Regions from separate parts of the Gossypium hirsutum genome. Here regions 1 and 3 are each linked to region 2. A link is a contact called in public Hi-C data. All regions are on one chromosome and are shown on one strand. The core of a region is the stretch at or near the end of the contact, and the rest is flanking DNA. Distances in the headings are between cores, read along the strand shown.

Evidence for each region. A called contact is a pair of places that touch in the nucleus more often than the background predicts.
Region 1: a contact with region 2 is called in a Hi-C map of leaf, with 3 times the contacts expected there. The contact joins the promoter of LOC107928689 here to the promoter of LOC107946231 in region 2. A contact is called at or near these places in 10 of 34 Hi-C or Micro-C datasets (callus, hypocotyl, leaf and 2 more).
Region 3: a contact with region 2 is called in a Hi-C map of leaf, with 1.8 times the contacts expected there. The contact joins the promoter of LOC107928699 here to the promoter of LOC107946231 in region 2. A contact is called at or near these places in 2 of 34 Hi-C or Micro-C datasets (both in leaf).

Annotation. Positions count from the first base shown.
Region 1 is chrA12:89,764,095-89,767,044 of Gossypium_hirsutum_v2.1, forward strand. It overlaps LOC107928689 (cysteine-rich receptor-like protein kinase 2), which reads right to left and starts at 1,573. Exons shown (of 8, transcript XM_016859941.2): 1 at 1,058-1,573. The region is part of intron 7 of LOC107928690 (cysteine-rich receptor-like protein kinase 2); the gene reads right to left.
Region 2 is chrA12:89,633,401-89,636,475 of Gossypium_hirsutum_v2.1, forward strand. LOC107946231 (ATP-citrate synthase alpha chain protein 1) reads left to right here and starts at 1,549. Exons shown (of 13, transcript XM_041083031.1): 1 at 1,549-1,729; 2 at 1,815-1,941; 3 at 2,236-2,412; 4 at 2,501-2,662; 5 at 2,739-2,819; 6 at 3,067-3,075. The coding sequence starts at 1,843.
Region 3 is chrA12:89,804,003-89,807,023 of Gossypium_hirsutum_v2.1, forward strand. LOC107928699 (cysteine-rich receptor-like protein kinase 3) reads right to left here and starts at 1,264. Exons shown (of 7, transcript XM_041083032.1): 1 at 316-1,264; 2 at 109-222; 3 at 1-4. The coding sequence starts at 1,078.

The DNA of each region.
Region 1 (2,950 bases), core at 323-2,822, 130 kb after region 2:
TGAAGGTTAGAGAAGCTAAATCATCTACTACAAGGCTCAAGACATTGGTCAAGTTCCATCAACAGTGAATTTATCAATGAACTGAAAAGAAAATGCAAATCATAGAGATACCAAAGAAAAAGATAAATACAAATTGAGAAATACCAAAGAAATTGAAAAATTGTTGTAAAATTAATTGTCCTTGGCAATTTTGTCAAAGAACTGACCACGAAAGGCGAGAGAAAATGGCCCACCTGGAAAACTAGATTGAATTGAATAAGTAATTAAAAAATATGGCAAGGTATCGTGTTCATATTGGGTCATCTCGAAACAGAGACAAGCTACTCGGCAGTTGTCTGTCATACAAAGGGCTCTTAAATTCAAATTGACTCAACTTGGTCTAAATATTTTATTACCTTTGAACAATAACAGGAGTGAATGTAACCTAATTCAGAAAACACTTTTAACGTATTTAATCCCAATCTAATTATTAAAATTAATACAACTACCAGTTATTGGTGTTTAGAAATGTCGGTACCACCCACGTTTATAGTAGAACACGTTGCAATAGGACCCGATTATTATAAATGTCACGGCATTTTCCAATATTAAAACAAAATTCATATAAAAATGTTTTATTCCTCTTTTAAATTAAAACATGTCATTAGTTTTTTAATATATTTCATCCATGTATGAATATTTGTTTCTTTAAAGAAAACAGATGGTAAGAAATGATTGGAAACCTTTCATAACTTGATAAATAACAATCAAAATTTGGATGGTATAAATAAAAAGAGAAGCTGCAAAAGAAGATCGTTTGGCTTGTTGCACTTGCTGGCTTAACTGAGCCATACCCATAAAAGCATTAATCAACAAAAACAGAAGGCATAGGGTCGGTTGTTCAAAGTTCAAACTGACAATTAATCCCAAATGAATGTAGAATTGTCTGTTTTATTCTTCGACCAAATTATTAATTATGTCTACAACTCAAGATATATCAGATCACATAAACACTTTGATTTAAGACCCAGAAAACAACAACAGATCTACAAATACCATAAACAGAAAAAGAACTTACCTTAAGTGCAATGAACAGCAAACAACTTGACTCGCAGAAAAGAAGAGCAATAATTGGAATGCAGAAGTGGAAGTGAGGATTAGCTTAGGGTTTAAAATTCAAAGCAAGAAGCTGATTTCCTGCGCGTTAGTGAAGCGGTGGGAAGTGGGACGCCAACCTTTTAAGAAACAAGACAAAAGCCAGGCAAGTAAAATAGAGAATAGGAAAAGGGAAGAAAACCACGGTAAGAGAGTTGAATTTTTTTCTTCTTTTATACGAAGAAATTCCCTTGTCTCTGCATATTTCTTGTCACGGAACATGTATTAGTGAATTTTGTGTAAATTAACTCACACTGCTCACTCATCTAAAAGTTCTTTTCAAACAAAATTCAGATGGGTTTTCATAAAGAAATGAAAATTCGTCAAGGAATAGATTCATTGGCCTCTGCCCATTAATTTGGTATGGTGTTTTTATCATTCCATTTTCCAGAAAAGAATATAATAAACAATTATACTATGTTTGGTTAGAGTTTTTATTTTTCATATGTTTCTGTCATTATTTAGTTCTAAACTATTTATAATCGGTAATTTATTAAGCTTTGTGAGCTTGATGTGTTAATTGTTTAAAACGCGTAGGTAAAATAACTATTCTGAGAAGCTATCATGTATTGGGAGAATCACATTTCCATACAAGATTTGATTGGTTTAGAGAATTTAGCTTGTATTAGATGAGCTTAAAATGATATATACATAGATTAAGTGTATTATTTATTACGCTTGTAAGCTTTGTGGTGTTTTCTTCATATGTATAATATTTTCAATATTTTCAAGCTAAAATGGTGTTGAATTCTTTTAACCGTGTTGTCAAGATAAATGTGTGCTTAAATTTGTTTTGAGGTGTCCAAAAGCTTTCAAATTTTAGAATAGTGTTTACTTAGATTTATCTAAATCATTTACATGATAAATTTTGTTAAAAAGAAATTATATAAATGTGAAGATTATCTCAATGTGACACCATTCATCTGTATTGATCATTGATGCGAGTAAGGGGTGTTACATTGACTCTTCGCACAACCTCTAATCACTATGTTAATCGTCATCTTCTCTTACACTATTCTCTTTATATTGACAATTTGGTTTGGTGAGTGTGGTCGGCATGACTCATCCTGTTAGCTTTAATTTTTTAATATTTTGATATAACAAATAATCCATCATCAAAAGTCATATACCCAAGTATTAGCTTTCAGTTCTATTAATTATCAATTAAACACAGGCTTTCAGTATATCAAAATATACGAGTTAGGCGCACATAATCCATCACTTACTTTGGATAGAGGTAAGACACTTTATGAATGTCATTGATGAATAAATCTTTAAACAAATCTAGGATTTATTCTACTTGAGTCTTGTCTAATGTATTGTGAATCCAAACAATCACATTTATATTTTTACATTTTGAGAGTCAGTTGCTACGATACCTAAGACAAAATATTTTCCTAATTGGACTTGATAAATGGCATAATAGGCTTTTAATCAATTTGCTCAATTCCAATTAGACTATGGATCATTTATATTACCTACTAATATAAGCCATCTTATCACATAATAATCTAATCACATAATGCAACTTAATATGAATTAAACATCAAGTAGTCATTGAGCCAATATTTACTTGTTTATTTTTCTTTGCGGGCAAAAATCATTGAAGACAAATACAAACAATATTGATGTAAATAATATAATTTTATTAAATCAATCTGTTCAAAAAAGTACAATTATATATAATAATAATAATAAAACAACTTTAAAGACATTAGATGGTAATAGAGAATTACAAGCTTATGAAAATTTTAGAACTTAAAAGCCAAATCGTGAAAAAGGGTCTTAAAAGGTGTAGATAATTTTAAGTTGTACT
Region 2 (3,075 bases), core at 299-2,798:
AGATAAAAAATGTGGTCAAACAAAATGACAAGCAGTTCAGCATAGAAATTTTTTAGAACAGATGTCAACAGCTATATGCGTACGTGGATAAGTATCTATAAGAAAACGTCAACACTTAAATATTCTTTTATTTGTTTTTAAAAACAAAAGGTGAAAATCCTTTTAATTTCTCTAACTGTAAATCAATCGCAACGTATTATCAAAAAACCAAAATAATCTATTTATTTTTTTATTTTATATATAAGATATAATAATAAATTTAATTTTCAATTTTTACATTTTACTTAATTTGATATTTACGCTTTATTTTAGACAATCTTTTTACTTTGAATTAAATTGGACAAATTATGTTACAATTTTACTTTGTTTTTTTATATATCATGTCAATGAATAATTTAAAAACTATAAAGAATATAAAAAATTTATAAAAAATATATATTAAAAAAACTCTTTAATTTTTAAAAATAAACAAAATATAAAAAATTTTGATTTTTTCAATTTTTAATAAAAATAATTTTAAAAATATAAAGAATACATAAAAGTTATAATTTTATTTCATTTTTTCAATAGAAATTCTAAATTTAAAAAAAAAGTTATAATAATTTAAAAAATGAAAAAGAATGTGAAATTTCCAAAAATTATGAAAATCATCTTCAAAATTTGTAAGAAAAATTAATTTTTGATAACTTTTAATTTTTTTTTGGTGAAAATATGAAAAAGTTTAAAATTATTTTAAATTTTGAAGAGGCTGTTTCCATTTTTAAAATTTTTATTTAAAATTTTTGGATTTTTATTAAAAAAATTCAAATTATTATATATAAAATAATATTATATTAATAATAAAAAATTGATATTGAAACAGTATTCGAAACTGAATTTTCATATTCAAAAATTCCAAAATATGGACTGGAATAGGTAGCCTTTAGCCATCACCGTCAAAAAAGGTAATCAACGGTTAAAATTGAATCTTAATTCTTATGTCTTCTTCATGTTACTCTTCTCCATCTTAAAGTTCCAACATTTGGACTGAAAATAGAATAGACTAGTTTTATGACTCACTCATTCAACCAAAACCCATGTTTTTTAAATGAAGCAATTCCTTTATTATTAAATTCCAGGTTTTTTGCATTTCTCTTTTTCTTGTGGTTCATCCGCTAATTTTGACCAAAATTTTTTATAATTTATATAAATATGAAAAACTAAAAATATATCTGAAAACCTTTCATTTAAATATTTTATAATTTATAAAATCTTAAATTAGTAATGATAAAATTACATTTTAATCTCTAAAAATGATAAAAATTTGATTTAATTCTTTAAAATTATAAAAATATAGACTATTAAAATAAATTAATTCTTTAAAATTATATTTTGTTTGAGTGTGTCGGATTATTTTAAAATATCAAAACTTAATAATACTGAATTTTAAAAGAAAAAAAAGACAAATAAATTAATTTGTGATATAATCATCAACCAAAAATTAAAACAACATTTATTTTATGATGACAAAATTTGGTATTAATAATTAATAATTGTTACTTATTTGTTGAAATTTTGGTATGGAGCGGTTAGGTGCGGCATATGTTTGATTTCAGCAATGAACAGAAATAAATAAATACAAGGGAGAAAAAAAAAATATCATCAGCTATAAATTCACCAAACGGAACTAAGGTGACACAACAGAGTTTCGAACGCAGTAGCTCTAACTACCTCCGCCTGTCTTTCAACGGTACTTTTTTCCTCTCATTTTCATTACATATATTCTCTTTGTTTAGATCTGAGTTACAAAGGTTTCAGCTCTGAATTGGTTCCAGAGAAGAGAACAAGAAAAGAAACTAAGAAATGGCACGCAAGAAGATCAGAGAGTACGATTCCAAGAGATTGTTGAAGCAGCACTTCAAAAGGTTTTCCGCCTACGATTTGCCCATCAAATCTGCACAAGTCAGTTCATTTTCTCCTTCTGGATCTCTTTTTCTCATTCAATATTTCCCATTTTCAGCTTTATTTTACTACTATTTTGTTTGCTCAGCAAATTTCAACTGATTTCAAAACAAAGTTAAGATAAATGAACAAACTGTCTGCCTTTCTCTTTTGAGGGAAGAATAACAGTCTGTCTAGATCAGGAAGTTTTGAATAAAGTTTCGGAGGATGTTTATCTTTCCTCGATCCATTAATTGATGATTATTGCGAGTGTTGAATTTCAAATTGTTTGTTTGGTTGTGCTGCTGAGTTTAGGTGACGGAGTCAACTGATTTCAATGAGCTAGTAGAGAAGGAGCCATGGCTTTTGTCGCAGAAACTGGTTGTCAAGCCTGATATGTTGTTTGGAAAGCGTGGGAAGAGTGGTTTGGTTGGCTTGAATCTTGATTTCGCTCAAGTTACTGCATTTGTGAAAGAGCGCCTCGGCAAAGAGGTTCACTAAATTTGTTTTCACCTACCCTTTCATTTGACACTGTAAGGTTTAAGGTTCGACTTTGTGTTTACCTCTCCATGACTTGCAGGTGGAAATGAGTGGATGTAAAGGACCTGTTACAACATTCATTGTTGAACCTTTCATCCCTCACAATGAAGAGTACTACCTTAACATCGTCTCCGAGCGTCTTGGTTGTAGCATTAGCTTTTCAGAGTGTGGAGGAATTGAAATTGAAGAGAACTGGGACAAGGTACTGTAACCTAAACTAGAATTCTTCATCACTTGATCTTTATTTCTTGTATTCTTACAGAGTTACCTTAATACAGGTAAAAACCATATTTATCCCAACTGATTCATCTTTCGCCTCAGAAACTATTGCTCCACTTGTTGCAACCCTTCCCTTGGAGGTAATTTTTCCTAATACTTAATTGCTTTTGTGTGCTCTTCCTGCATCTTGATTGTAGTTTCACAAGTATTTTTGGTCATTAATTTCCAATGTCAGATTTTCCATTTCATAACTTGCGCACATTCCTTCCTTGTCCAACAGACAACTCTAGATGGATTTACCAAATACATCTGAATATATATATATATATATGCATGCTGCAAAATCCGCTCTGAATCTTTGAAAAATTGTATGTTCTTTAATTATAGGTCAAAGGA
Region 3 (3,021 bases), core at 14-2,513, 170 kb after region 2:
CTCTCTATGCCCAAGGAAAACCAATGAATTTCATATTGCACAATTAAGGTAACCAAAAAAAAAAAAAAAGACATTTCAAGATCTTTAATGACAAGGATCGATCCATACCTTGTCTTTTCTTCACAAGCTTCTTATTCACAAAGAAAATCGCTGTTGCAAAGATCAGTGCTAGAGCCATAGTGGAGAATGTCGTTGCCAGGATAATAGCTAATTTTCTTCTTCCTGACGAACATTGTAACATTATATATTGTGTCAGTGAAAATATTTAAAGCTAAAGAAAAGGAGGAAGAAACATAAACAAAAACTTGAACCTACCTCGATTCCCACCAACTGGTGGAGCAGTTGAATTGTAATAAAACTTATTGGTTGAGTACCTCAAGTAGCAACCAGCATTCAGCACCCTCCCTTCTTCCTTGGGAAGACATGAACTAATCCTAGAAACTGCATTGACCAAGCAATCTTCACAAGCACTCGCATTCACCAATTCCCAGCACTGAGCCAATCCATAAACCGACACATTATTCCCTTTACCCATAGACCCTACGAAGAATCCATCATTCTTTGGAGCTTCCACGGTCAAGTTTCTTACCAACTGCATTACATTTGCTCTAAAACCTGTCTCGTTACTCAAGCCAACATCCTTTGTAGCACAAACAGTTCGGTCTGTTTCACTCAAACTTTCGTCAAAGAAGTTATAATCATCGTACCTTAAATAACAACCATCGTAGAAAAGCCTGCCTCCACGCGTGCCTATCTGAAAGGGGAGACATCTCATGATCTGCGCTTTGCACTGAGCAAAGCAGATGTTACAGTCTCCTTGCTCAAGGTCTTTCATGCACTCGCCAAAGCCGTACACTCTGGTGTCACCGCTTCCTTTGACAACGACGGCGTACCTCTGGCGCACGATGAGCGGCGTAAAGCTGTCCAGCACCGCCAAGAAGTTCGCCACGAAGGATTTGCGCGCCGTTATTGAAGCGGTTGTGTTGGTGCATATCAAAGCAGCCTCGGTAGCTCTTGGATCACAGAGACAAAGTTTTCCAAACAAAAAGAAGAAGAAGAAGAAAACAAGCTGATTCATTAGTAGATGAAAGAGCGATTGAGAGAAGGGGAAAGAGTAAAGAAAAACAAAGGAGGGTTAGAGAGAAAGGTCAATTGTTGAAGAAAGCTGACGGCGTACAACTACAAAATGATCGTGGCACAACTGTGGGAAATAGGAAGGGGAAAACGCGTGAGGCGTCTACAGGGAAGAAACGGAGAAGAATAGACAAAAGTAGGAAAAAGGTAAGGGGACCACCTCTCTGTGTTTGTTTCAGATATGAAAATGAGGAAACTTTTAGCAGGGTGAGTGTTGGGACAAAATTGTCCATGACGTTATGATATTGATTGACTTGGACATTTAGATTTTTTTGTCTTGTTGGGCTCTCTATTTTTAGTCCACTCCAGACGGTGCCATCTTTATCGTGCGTCTTCGCATAGGATCCAAAATAAATGTTTAGCCATATTATTGGTGACTGTATTGGTGACTACTATTTTAAAGTGAAACCAATGAATGAGTGATCTCTTTTTACTTTTTCTTCTCATATTGCTAATTTTTTAGCATAATTAATTGTTAGTTACTCCATCCTTTTCAAACTTCTAAACAAATTATAATTTTTACATCTTTCTACACATCAATTTAGACTTTACACATTTCATTTCACATCTAATATTATTTAGGGTAAATTATAGAATTAGTCACCCATTATTAAGTATATTTCTATTTGGCCTTTCTCTAATTGGTATAATAACATTTTTAGTCCTCAATACTTATATATTCTATCAATTTGATCCTCAAACACGTATAATTAAATATAAATTATATATTATGAAAAAGTACAAAATATTATATTATTTATATAATTATATGTGTTTATATTTAATTATAATTATAAGGCTCAAATATGCATTTAGCCCCCCGAACTTAACACTTTTTTTCTCACTTTGGTACTTATGATTTTTTTTTGTCTCAAGTTGGCACCCGAATTTTCATTCCGTCAAGGGTTTTAGTGTTTTCTTGTAAACAGTGTTAAATATAGGACACATGGCACTCTTAGGTTGTGGCACATGACACTAATGATGTCATAATCTATTTTTTTATAAAAATATTTAAAAAATTAAAAGAAAATATATAAAAATTATATAATTTTTAAAATATAAAAGAAATTATAAAGTATAAAAATATGTGTCTAAAAATTGAAAATATTACAAAAAAAACAAAGAAAACCCCAAAATTCAAGTTAGAAAAATCAAAACCCCAAAAAAATTACTTCTTTTATTGCAAACAAATTAGGTTTCATAGGAAAAATCGGGTTCCTCTATTGATAATTCTATTGACACGATCATGAATGAAGCTTATTAAAATCACAAATTTATTGATTTTTTAGGGGTTATGAGTTTTTAGATTTATCAAAACCACAAATTTACATGGCTTTAATTATATGTGTTTAAATATAAGTATATTGTTGGGGATAAACTCAATTAAGTAACGAACAAGTAAAATATCGAAGAAAATTGAAAAGATTCAACAAAAATATTTTACGTGAAAACCCCCTCCCAAGAGGATAAAAAACAACGGGCAAAGATAATTTCACTATAACGATAAAAACGAAAAGTACAAAGATGGAGATAAAATTAAACTCCGAAACCTAAAATAAGAACGTAAACACAAGTTTCTCTGAAAGCTTGTAAAAGCTAATACCTATATGTGTAATGGGTTATCTTTCTAGGTGAAAAAAGGTCTATTTATAGGCTAAATTTGTATGTCAAATAATTAGATTTTGATTAGAAGAAGAAAACCGAGAAAATTGCATAACACGTAGCCTTGTTTGTGATGTGGCTACTACCTCGTTAGGACACCTTTTATCGCATCGTCGGGACAAGATGTCTCTTCTCGTTGGGATATCGGTGGTCGCGTCATTGAGACGACTCTTCTTCCTTATCAAGACGTCAATTTTATTTTGGCCAAAAATGCGAGGCATACTC